Regions from separate parts of the Mus musculus genome. Here region 1 is linked to region 2. A link is a contact called in public HiChIP or PLAC-seq data. All regions are on one chromosome and are shown on one strand. Each heading gives the region's core, a stretch centred on a gene start, on an enhancer-like site or on the middle of the called end of the contact. The rest is flanking DNA. Distances are from core to core; before and after follow the strand shown. Region 1 overlaps Zfp536 (zinc finger protein 536). Region 2 overlaps Zfp536 (zinc finger protein 536).

Evidence for each region. HiChIP or PLAC-seq counts read pairs in DNA pulled down with a chosen protein or histone mark.
Region 1: a contact with region 2 is called in an H3K4me3 HiChIP or PLAC-seq map of forebrain, with 4 times the contacts expected there. The contact joins two enhancer-like sites. A contact is called at or near these places in 1 of 484 Hi-C or Micro-C datasets (nephron progenitors), 3 of 115 datasets of contacts at active chromatin or transcription factors (cardiomyocytes, embryonic basal ganglia and forebrain) and 3 of 9 other capture datasets (adipose tissue, embryonic tail and embryonic trunk).

The regions. Positions count from the first base shown.
Region 1 is chr7:37,744,292-37,749,711 of GRCm38.p6, reverse strand. The region is part of intron 1 of Zfp536 (zinc finger protein 536); the gene reads left to right. Among named protein-coding and RNA genes, the nearest start is that of Zfp536, 23 kb to the left of the region's middle. Within about 2 kb of position 3,126, at least 19 of the 459 cell types and tissues checked have an H3K27ac peak or open chromatin away from gene starts, as enhancers often do. A contact at or near this core is called in forebrain, where this site is marked.
Region 2 is chr7:37,559,981-37,565,637 of GRCm38.p6, reverse strand. The region is part of intron 4 of Zfp536 (zinc finger protein 536); the gene reads left to right. Among named protein-coding and RNA genes, the nearest start is that of 4930505M18Rik, 110 kb to the left of the region's middle. Within about 2 kb of position 2,432, at least 110 of the 459 cell types and tissues checked have an H3K27ac peak or open chromatin away from gene starts, as enhancers often do. A contact at or near this core is called in forebrain, where this site is marked.

The DNA.
Region 1 (5,420 bases), core at 1,877-4,376, 180 kb before region 2:
GGGTGTAGTCCATCCAGGAAGGAAGTAGAGTGGATGGAGTTAATGGCTCCAGGAGGGTGATCTGGGTCTCCTCATATCTGTCTAGATCTGGGAACAGAGATCTGAGGGAGAACCAAATGTCTGGGTTATGTAGCCCGAAGACCCACTTCCAGCGACCTGCATCCTCCAGAGACGCCTCACCTCTGCAAGGTTCCTCAGCTCGCTAAAACACGCGCCACCAGCTGGGATTCCCCACGATTAAGCACACATTTCACACCCAAACTATAACCTTCCCGCTCACTTCTTGGTAATACGTTGGGAGCGGGGGGGGGGGGACATATTTTAAACGTTTTCTTGTCTGGGCAAAGGCCGGCCTCTCTGAATCGGCCCTCCTGCCAAGTTGATAAAATGTAAGGACATGCTCTCTATTGATTTTTAAAGGCAGCGCAGGACTCAACTGATAATCATAGGTGTGACCTGTGCTGTTTTGCAGGCAGACACAAGCAGTTCAGAGCCTTGTTGTGTGACTCTGATGTTTGGGGTATGCATTCTTTGAAGATTACTTCTAACGGGAGGCTTCCAAATCCTTAATTCACGATTCCGTCTCTTCCTGTGGTGTTTACATTCCACCATGGCAGAAGATCACTGTGAGAGAAAGAGATGAAAATGAGCTTCTAAGAAGGGCTTTCGTGCACGGGCCTCCTTCAAAGACCCCAGCCCTCTCCCCTCTTGTCATCGCTCAAGTCTGGGCTTCATCTCCAGGAACACAGGCATTAGTGCGCAACTGGAAGGGTTAGGATGCTGTGTTGGCACGCTGGGGATGAGCTCTTTGGGGCGCGGGGCTGCCTGAAGCGCGCTTGCGTGGGACTTTCGTCCGCCACACGGTTTTCGCAGGTCTAGTTAAGGAAGCGATTTCATCCCTTCTGGAAAGATCTTGCACGAATGTAGTTAGGGATTGATTTCACCCCTTTCTGGGATAATCCTGAGAAAGCAACTGATGTGGCTGGTAGACGTGGTAATGATAGGTGCTGAGAAGAGAGCCTGATACATTGAAAAGCCACTGAGTTTGGAGCGAGAGCTGTGGTCACATGTGATGGCTCTGGGTTTACTGACCTCTCCCAGATGTTCTGTTCGATCTTCTTTTGCATTGCTTCAGAAGGCACTAAAATGTACAGTGAGCGTAAGGACGACGTTAGACCAGATCTTTCCCAACAGGATTGATTCGGAGGTACAGACAGGTAGATCTGGGGCCACTGACATATCCTCAGGTCCCACATGGCTCTTGGGTGAAGGGTCCACCTTGGCCTTTGGCTGTGTATTCACTTTCTCATATAATGAGATGTAATTCACTGAAAAATGGAGAGCAGGGCCATATGGACTTTTCAGGACATTTTTGACCTGCCTCCTTAACATTCTACTTCCTATTGAAGGCCCAGTTTAGTTTTAAAATTAAAACATAAAGCACTATTTCTTGGGAGTGCATCCTAAAGGTTCTGTTGGCCCTGGCTGGCTCTGGTACTGCACCACGTTCCAGGTTCTCTCAGGGTCTGTAGGTTCCTCTGGGGAATGATGGAGACAGATTCCAGAGTATGGAGAGGCCCAGAAGTATGTGCCATGGGATGGAGCATTGCGGATATTACTTCCATCTACTTCACAACAATATCATGCAGGTTCATTAAAATCAACTTCAGTTCGTTTATGTTCTGTCCCCCACTTGTGTGGAGCGATGCAGGGATACATGCCTCCCTTATTTCTGAGTAAGTCGACATATTTATACCCACCTGTGAGGTTCGTGGCATCTACGGTGGGGCCATCAAAGATGGAGCATAAAAGGGACCTGGTAGGAATTTGACTATGTCTGCCTGACAAACATCTGTAGTGATGGAGGTGCAGACAGACAGACAGACAGACAGATCACTGCTCATCCTGCCTCGGTGAATTCTGTGGCATTTATGACTCCGTGTGGGGACATTGGAAGTGTGGGATGGTAATGAGGGGAGCATGGAGGGCGTGTCTGATTATTTTAGAAAGTTTGTGTGAGTCTCATAAAAATAATTCCACTTTAACTCCATCTGTCTCATGGCACTTTAAAGAGGATGGGGAGAGACTGGAAAGGATGACGACAGTGGTGGTGGCAAGAAGCTACAGATCTAGAGGGACGGTCCTGCCCCTGCGGGATTCTCACTCCCCTGCACCCTGAGTGTATTGGTTTTTGATGGCCTAATTGGTACAGGGAGACCCTTGTGGTGGAGTGAAGAAGGCTTCTAGCTGGTGTTTCTAGAGGGCAGTGTGAATGATAAATACTGTTAATATTCAGAAGGAAGAATCGATTTAAAAAAATGTGCCTTTGATTCACTAATCTCTGACATTGAGACATTTTTTTTGAAGTCCGTTGCTATAATTAGATTCTATAAGCCATTTTATGCCTCTATCAAAATTTTAAGAGACATAGAAAATTTAAGTTTTTTTTTTTTTCTGGGGGTCTGGGCTGACAATTCGTCAAATCAATATGAATGATTATGCAGTGGCTTCTGTGTGGGACCAGGGACAGCTTTCCTGATGCTGCCCAGCAGGCCCCAGCCTGGATATTAAGGACTGCTGGTGGATCATTTCTGCCTTGTTTTAGCTTGCTCTTCTCTGCTGAAATGTGGGGGCAAGAAGTGACCAGGTCTGTCATTAGGAACTGGACTGTGTCCTTACTGCCAGTGGTGCTAGTGTGTCCTGGCTGGCTATGGGAAGGGAGGAGACAGGGAGGCTGGGTCACTGGGGACCAGTGGAAGGACACCAACAGCTTTCGATGGGCTCAGGAGAATTGTGGTAGGGCTTCAAGACAGGCAACCGGTAGACAAGCACTGGGAGAGAGCCCTTCCTTAGTCCTGCGGAAGGCAACAAGGTTTCAGCAGATTAGTGAGTCAGAAGAGACAATAATCTTAACTTTTCTTTAACCACCTCCTCCCTAAAGCAGAAGCTCTCCTTGGCGGGGGGGGGGGGGGAGAGGAAGAAAGATCAGTGTGCAGAGAAGACTGATTTAACCACAGTTGAAAAGGGGGGGGGCATGTCACGGAGGCCCTGTGACGATTAGCGTGAAGACGGCTGTACTTTAGCCGGCCTGAAACTTGTTCCTAACAGAATGTTAAAGACCCAGTGAAAAGAGAGATTACGTCTATCTAGTTACACCACTCCTTGATATATGCTCCATGTCACAGCCTCATTGTCTCCTGGGTAAAGACAGAGAGCTCAAATGCCCACTATCTCTCCCCTGGTGCTCCAAACGCTCGGCTTTGAAGTTTTTATAATCCATCTGTCATCTTCTAGCGAGGAGGGCACATGTTCTCTACCACTCAATTACAGAATTCTCCTTTGCCAGCTCCAGTGAGACAGGCAAGAATGTTATGGGTGGTTGAGAGAAACTGTCAGATACACTAAATTCCTGGGATTCATACGGGCAGTGTTATTCCAGGGTAGGGACAGCCTGTCTTATTGTTCAAGTGCATTACAGATACATTTGGCATTGGGCTACAGAGCCTTTGATCCAGCCTCACCGCCCCCCCCACTCCCGTTTGAGAGCCTTGTCTTACATTTGATTGTTCACATTTGAAAAAAAAAAAAAAGAATCATTTAACCCTCCACTGGAATGTGGATCCTGAAATGCAGATTGAAAAGATGACATTTGTTTTTGCTAACAAGAAGCGGGCAGCCCAACTGTGCCGAGCTTGGAAAGTCAGAGCGATTTATTTTCACTTTGATGAAATCAGATCTCTTAAAAAAAACAAAAACAAAAAAAAAAACACAAAACTGCCTTGGGTTTGTTAAGAATGGCAACTAGAGGCAGCCGGAACATCATGCATGGGATGGGTTTTATCATTCTGTAAACAGACATCCTGAGCACCTATTAAATGTTCTGCTGTCTGCAGAGAGTGGAGAAAGTTACCTTGGATGGGATGGTCTTGAAAATGGACAGTTGTGTTTAGGGACAATCTACCTTGGAGTGGTTGGTGTTGCTAGAAGTCCTGTTAACTTCTCAGTCATAGAGTCACGGGTGGTTAAATTCGTTGTCTTATGTGAAATGAGTTTGATGATCTCGGCTTAGCCTCTAGTGGGTATTAATTCACATTATGAAATATCCCAGAATAATTTAGCACCGTGTGGCATAATTTGCATTTTTACTCAAGACCGGGGCAATGGTGGATCTATTCTTTTAGTCTATTCTATGCAAAGAGGCCAGCTCACATTGGTGGCTTTCATGGTGATGGTTTGTGGGACTCGCTGCTAATAATTTGTGGGGAGCAGATGGCATAAGATCTTGGGCATAATAAGACTTTGCAGCTTGGGCTCTGAAACTTAACAAGACATATTTGCAGAGATGCAGTTGCAGTTGAGGTGAGCTCTAGTTTCATAACTCCGCCCAGCAGTGATGTAGCCTGGATGTACGTGCCATCTCACAGACACATATGTGACCCTAAAGAAATACGTGTTGGGATGGAGGCATTCGATGGGTGGACTCTGTGCGCCCCACACTCTATAAAAGAATGTCTTCCCTTTACCAACCACAGAGGGTTTCCAGAAAGGCAAGATACTATTACAGTAATTAATTTAGTGAAACTTCTTAAATCTGATCTTCTGTTCAAACTAATAATGGGAGGATGGGGCGGCTCGATGTCGTTAATTGAAATCTGGAGACAATAAAAAAAATGTCTTTTTGCAACTTCAATACAGCAGTCTGGAACTGTCGGGTCAGGCTGTGAACCAATTTTCTTCTCATTACTTTTGATTTTGGAGTCAATACAAATTTCATCAGTGATTGTAGGGTGCAGGTCTCCGTCTGCACGGCCCCTGTCATGGGAGAAGATGTGTGCGTGGTTGAAAGATTTACAGAAAGCTCTTCTGGAGAGGCTGGACAGGGTAGGAAATGCTGAAGCCTGTGGCCTCCCTTGCCATGGCTCTCGGACCCGCAAAGCTCATAGCCTGCGAGCTGGGGCTGGGGAGTGGGGAGCTGGTGGCTGCCTCTACTTCCTTCCTTTTGGACATTTTCTTCTTTGCTCCCTCTAAGCCTAACTTTCTCTCCGGCCCCCCATTTATATCTCTCCCTTCAACTTACAGATGTGTACAGAGTATTCCTGCGACTCACAGAATTCCAGTCCCCAAGGTAACTTAATTGCAGGACACAGGCTCAACTTTGCAGGACTTGCTGACATTTTGAACACATTCTGAGCCAAGAAGTCTTTTGTGTGGAAATGTGTACCCGGGGTGTACCACGTGACTCCTCATTTTGCCTGTATGGGATTTGCATCTTTGCAAGTCATAGGATCAGCCCATCTATCATCAGATATTGGCCTAACTGGACATTTTTTACGAGCCCAGTTTGCTATTTATGTTAAAAGCAATTCGCAGCAATGCCCTGTCTTCGTGATTCGGTATTGGCAATAGCGACGTATGTTTAA
Region 2 (5,657 bases), core at 1,183-3,682:
CAGACCCTTTCATAATTTCCCGAGTAAGTGGGGAAATGGATGGCGTGCCCACTCTGCTGCTCAAATCAGCTGTGTGTCTGAGGACATTCAGGTCTGGCTGGGATTTCGGATTCTCCACCGAATCTGGTCCATTTTCCCTCTGTCTAACAAGTGTGACTCGTGTAAAGTGCGGTTCAAAGACGAATTTAAATAAAACTCTTGACACAATGGTATTTTTATTGTTACCTGTTAGAAACCTGCAAGGTGAAGGGGAGGGGGAAATATAAGCCCTTAAGTAAAGAAAAAAAAAGTACTTATTAAGGCTTCTATTAAGAAATAACTGCAAAACACGGCCTTACAAATTTCTCAGAGTGCATAACAATGTCACAAAACTTCATTTGCATGGCTTGATTCTTTTTTTTGTTGAAAACTGGGTCAGTAGGGCCTGAGAAACTATTTTTTCAGATCTTAACCAATGAATTCTTCTTTATAAATCGCTGCTCTTAACATGATAGTAGTTTTGAATTCATCATAAAAAAAAAAAAACCTTTTTAGCAGAGCCTCTTAGAATAGATCTCTAGAAGAAGGCTTACAATGAGTGGCAGAGACGTCCTTTGTTATCTGATGTAATTCTTTGCAAAGGAGGATTGGGAACCGAGTGGCTGTTTAAAAATGTCTTGCTTAGACCGAGACGAAGAAGGGGTCAAGTTTGCAATCAAACAGTTATTGCCGAGATGGGCGACTGTCACTGGCTAGGCTAATGTGGGATGCAGCTGTTTGTTATGTGAGCAAAAGAATGTTTGAATCAGTGAACATGTGAAAATGATTCCAGTGAACCAGAAAATGTGTTTGTTCTTTTGCCTCTCCAAACTGCTGGGAACCGAGCGTAAGATCAACCGCGAGAACCAGGACCTCTGACAGGCAGAGGGGTCATATTTTCTAACAGGAAAGCAAGCGGCAGGACTTGCCACACAGATCAGCCACCCCCCCCCCATCTCCCTTTGTTGTTTTTGTTTGTTTGTTTGTTGTTTGATTCATTTATTATTTCACACCATAGTCCATGTCGTTTGCTTCTGTGTGCAATGCAAAGCGAAACTATTTGGAGAGCGTCAGCTTATAAATTTTACTCTTTTATGACATTTAAAAAGCAGGGCCCACTGTTGTGATGCCTCCTGGTTCTCTGGCTTGCCTGCAAAGGCTCTGATGGCATTAATCTCCGCATCTTTCCCTAAAACCTCCTCTCAAGCCACCGCTGTATCCTCGCTTCTGCTCTGAGTCAGAAAACAACTGAAGTTCTGTTTCTTCAGATTTTGCTTTGGAAATCATGCTTAGTATAATTAAAACTTAATGTACTAAGAAACGATACTGTTCATTATATCCAACAGGGCAGTTACCTTCTGAATCCCCCATCATTTTGGAGAGGGGATAATTGAAGTGTTGATGGTGGGAAGGGGGTAATTGAATGCATTGACCCTCCGTTCATTAAATAAAGTCAGCAAAGTTGCATGATCAATGGAAGCCAGGGAGGGAGAGATACAAAGATGGAAATATCGTTAACCCCTACTTCTTCTGCTCTAGCATTTTGAGTTGGACAAGGATTATTTGATCAGCTGGGCTAAAAGCCTTGGGGGTCGGTCTGCTTTTGTTGCTAGAATGCATTCCTGAGATGCTGGGTCTCCATCCCGCCTAGACCCATTGACCACTGCATCAAAGGCCTTTATCCACACCTCCCTGCAATACATTGGTGATAGTGATATGATAGATTTCTTCCTTTCCCACCTTCTTCTCTCTTGTGATTCACCTCCCTGCCCCCATTCAAGATAACCACTGCCTATTCCATACAAACAAACCCAAGCACTCAAAAGATGTTTTTAAGAACAAAAAGGAAAGAAAAAACTCAGTCTGAGGATTAAGGTCTCCCTCCCCTTTTCTTTCTTTCTTTTCTTTTAAAAAATTTTTTCCTTTTTTTCTTTTTTTTCTTTCTTTCTTTTTTTTTTTTTTTTTGCTTGTGCATTCCAATTGTTCTTAAAATATTTGGCAATGTCAATTAGTAACTGAGCAGAGTTAGCTGATGAACACAATTTTCCAGTAGACTGAGCACCCTATTGTTGCCGAGCGAACAGCAGATTTCTGAGGTCATTATCATTCGCTGGTTGCTTGGCCCAGCTGCTTCCTGCTGCAAAAGCCAAACTTTATACTGGAGCTCGGGGATGGCTGCAGCAACAGGGGGCTGGGAGGGGGGGAGAGCGGAGCTGGCTGCAGAGCCAGGGCCAGTCATTAGCAGCAGAGGAAACAGAAAGCAAAAGTTGAGAGGCCATTCCAGGAAAACTGCGAGGGGATCAGGCTCTGCCACCTTTGTCACCACGTTCTACCTCCAGGAGGGGAGCTAAAGGGTGCCCCCCAAGGCATGGCGGCAACTGACCTCTTGTAGGTCCCAACTTTGGGGGAACAATTGTTCCATTTATAAACTGCCTTAAGAATGTTTAGCCCATGGGAGAGCATGGGTGCCACTCCCTCATAGATAGATGAGACACTTTCGTTTTCCATTTTAAAAAGTCATTTGTAGATGCCTTTAGAAACTTGAAGATGAGTAAGCTCATGGATGGCAGGCAGGAAGCAGCGCTGTGTCATTTTGCAAAGGGACCTTTGAACGGGAGGTAGGATGAAATTCCCTGAATAATAAAATTTCATACAAGGGGCTCACTCCTATGCCCGTCAGCTTCTTCTTTTCCTCCACCCTGACTCCGGACCCCCACCCCAACCCCAGATTCATGGATTTGAAAAGCTGCACTATTTTTTTTTTAAAGCTCAGCTGTTAAAGCTGTACACCATATGCAGCCCTTCCGTCCCCGCCGTGGGAGCATGTGCAGGCGGCCACTGTGTTTGTGGAGATTTACGGAGGCCCAGCCTGTGTGTGCCGAAGCAGTGCCCAGGCAGACGCTGGCCAAGGTCCTTCCTCCAAAGTTGATGATTTGGTGGCCTCCTGCCTGGATGGATCCACTGGTTGAGACTCCTGGGGAATGTCAGAGAGGCCAAGAGTCAGAGGCCTGGGCATCCTCCCTTAGCCTTTAGCTCATGGTCCTGAGGTGGTCCACTTTCCTGGAGCAGCTTATGATGTCAGCTGACAGTCACTCACTGGCTGTCACTTCATCTCCTTTCTCCCATGGGAGCCCAATGCTTCCCAATATTTCGTTTTGGAATCAGCTTCCCATCCCAAGGTGGATTCTCATCGCTTTGTGTTTAGCAGCAACTATTTGCAAACAATATGGTGACACTCAGGGGCTTCTGTTGTCACACTTGGCCCCCTCGAATGGGGACTGTAAGCCCTGCTTCCTTTGAGGCTGCATGCTGGCTGTCCCTTAGCAACCCAGCCAGAGAAAAATGCCCTTAGCTCTGACAGTCTTCCCATCGGAAGTATGGCAGAAGAGATTCTGGAGGCCTTCAGCCTCCTCTACACTCTTTACAGTTTGTGGACACCATTTGGGGTACAGCTGATTAGATTCTAGGCCTATGCTTGCTCGAAGCCCAGCCAATGTTCAGATGATGGGCTCAGTTTACCAGTATGCAGACTGGGCGCCCTGTGGTGATCCCCTCTCTCCCCCCTGGTGTGCTCCAGCCCATGGATATGTGAGACACCCAAGGTGCTCCACGGTGCTCACCCAATTGAGCAATCAATGGTCACAAGTAAAACACGGAAGAGCAAAGGGCAGGTGACAGTGGAGGAAAGGATTAAACGGTTAGCTTGGAAAAAACGAGCACAGTTAAGTTTGTCCAGACGCAGGCATAGGAAGAATTGCCTTTTACCCATTCGCGGTTGTCTTTAGGTCGGTAGGAAATTCCACCCACCAGGTTGACTTTACCTGTGCTGAACTGGTGCAGCGTCTGTGTACAGGGTCCTTGGGGGGGTCCTCCTGCTCACCCCACCCTGGTCTTCATCAGGTAGCCTATCCTTTGAATCCCTTCTTTGGGTTGCTTTGCACCTTGCATACAAGAAATACATTTTCTTCTGGAAAGGAAGGCTGGAATGTACCTTAATTTACCCCTTGGAGGCCCAAATTTCATGTGACCTTTGGGAAGCTTGGGAGCAAGGCTAAATTTTGAGTCCTCAGTTTTACTATGGAATATTCCACCAATTCCAGACTCTAGACTCCCCAGGATATTTGGGGATCTCAAGATGAAAAATGTAGAATCCATTGAGAACTCAACTTTTTTTTGTGGGGGTGGGGTGGGCGGAGGGGAGGGAGACGGAGTTTCTCTGTGTAGCCCTGACTGTCCTGGAACCAGCTCTGTAGAATGGGCTAGACTCGAACTCAGAGATCCACCTGCTTCCGCCTACTGAGTGATGAGATTACAGTCACGTGCCAACACCACCCGGCTAGAACGCAACATTCTTGGTGCCACTTTGTAGGAGCAGTGTGTCCTGCGAAGTCAGTGAAGATTTTTGACTGTGGAGCTATATGTAAGCGTTGAGGGTAAGAGTTTGAAATACTCCTGGAGATGGACTGTCAGCTCTGGGCACTCACCTAACTAATGGTGACAGCACTGAAACTTGTGCCATCTGTAAACCTGGGGTCTCCTGGTCACCCTCCCAGGACCTCACCACCCATGTGGGTATCCAACAGGCATTTCCCACCCTTGTTGACACGCTAAGCATGGCCTGGAAGGAAAATGGCTGGCAGTGACTAGAGAGTACACAGAAGAGCCCTCCAAGATGAATGGATTGAGGAGGGTGGGCAGGCAGGTGGTGGGGGCTTTGATCTCCCCAGGAATGATCGTGGCTGCAGCTGAGAGGAGCTGAGGGTCTCCCTTGCCTTTTTCTGGCAGGATGGGATGGTGGCAACATTTACTTAAGCTGTGGAGTCTGGCACAGCCGCATCTAGGCGCCATCTGGAAGGCCCTTCTCAGAAAGCCACAGACCCTCCCCGCGGAGCTCAGAGGAGCAGCACTTGGGTAGAATTGGGGGATTTTTTTTCCTTGGGCATATCTTGAGCATCCAAGCACCTGAGTAGGCTGAGGCCCCTCCTCTGGGACTCGCATAGCTAAAGTGCGGGCTTTCCCTCTGCACTGCCCTGGTTAATTCTAGAGACAGATCAGGCTTAAGTTGGCTTTGTCAGGGGACCACTTACTGTCCCGGCTGCCTCTCCACTTGTTTATTTGATGTTGTAGGTTACTTCTTGCCTTTGCTCAATTGTTCTAGCTAAGTATAGAGACACCTTGGAAAAACAAGGCCCATTAATGTAGTGGAAGGATGCCTTTCTTTAAATTCCCTGGGGAGGCAGGATCTAGAATTCAGTGGCTAGGCTCATGACAAATAGGGTCAAAGTATACAGATTTGATACCACTCTTGACCCGATTTGCATCTTCAAAGGAAACACTAGTGTCCTAAAGCAATGAGTGTCTAAACTTTGTCTGTAGCTACCTGGTGGGTGGCTGGGGCTTCACCAGGAGCTGTGCTGAAATCAAGGGGAGCTGTCTGGGTGCAATTCAGCTGGCATTCTGTTTGCATTTTCCTTACCAAGAGAAAGTGAGGGTTTAGCTTCTTGTGGGACCCTTGGGGCTCTTGTGTGACATGTGACATGTGTCTGAGAGAAGTGAGAGACACAGCACAAGCTGACTCCTTGGCTCTGCTGCCCACCACTACACGTGGCAGGGGTGGGGCAGGTGGGAGGGGCTTCCCC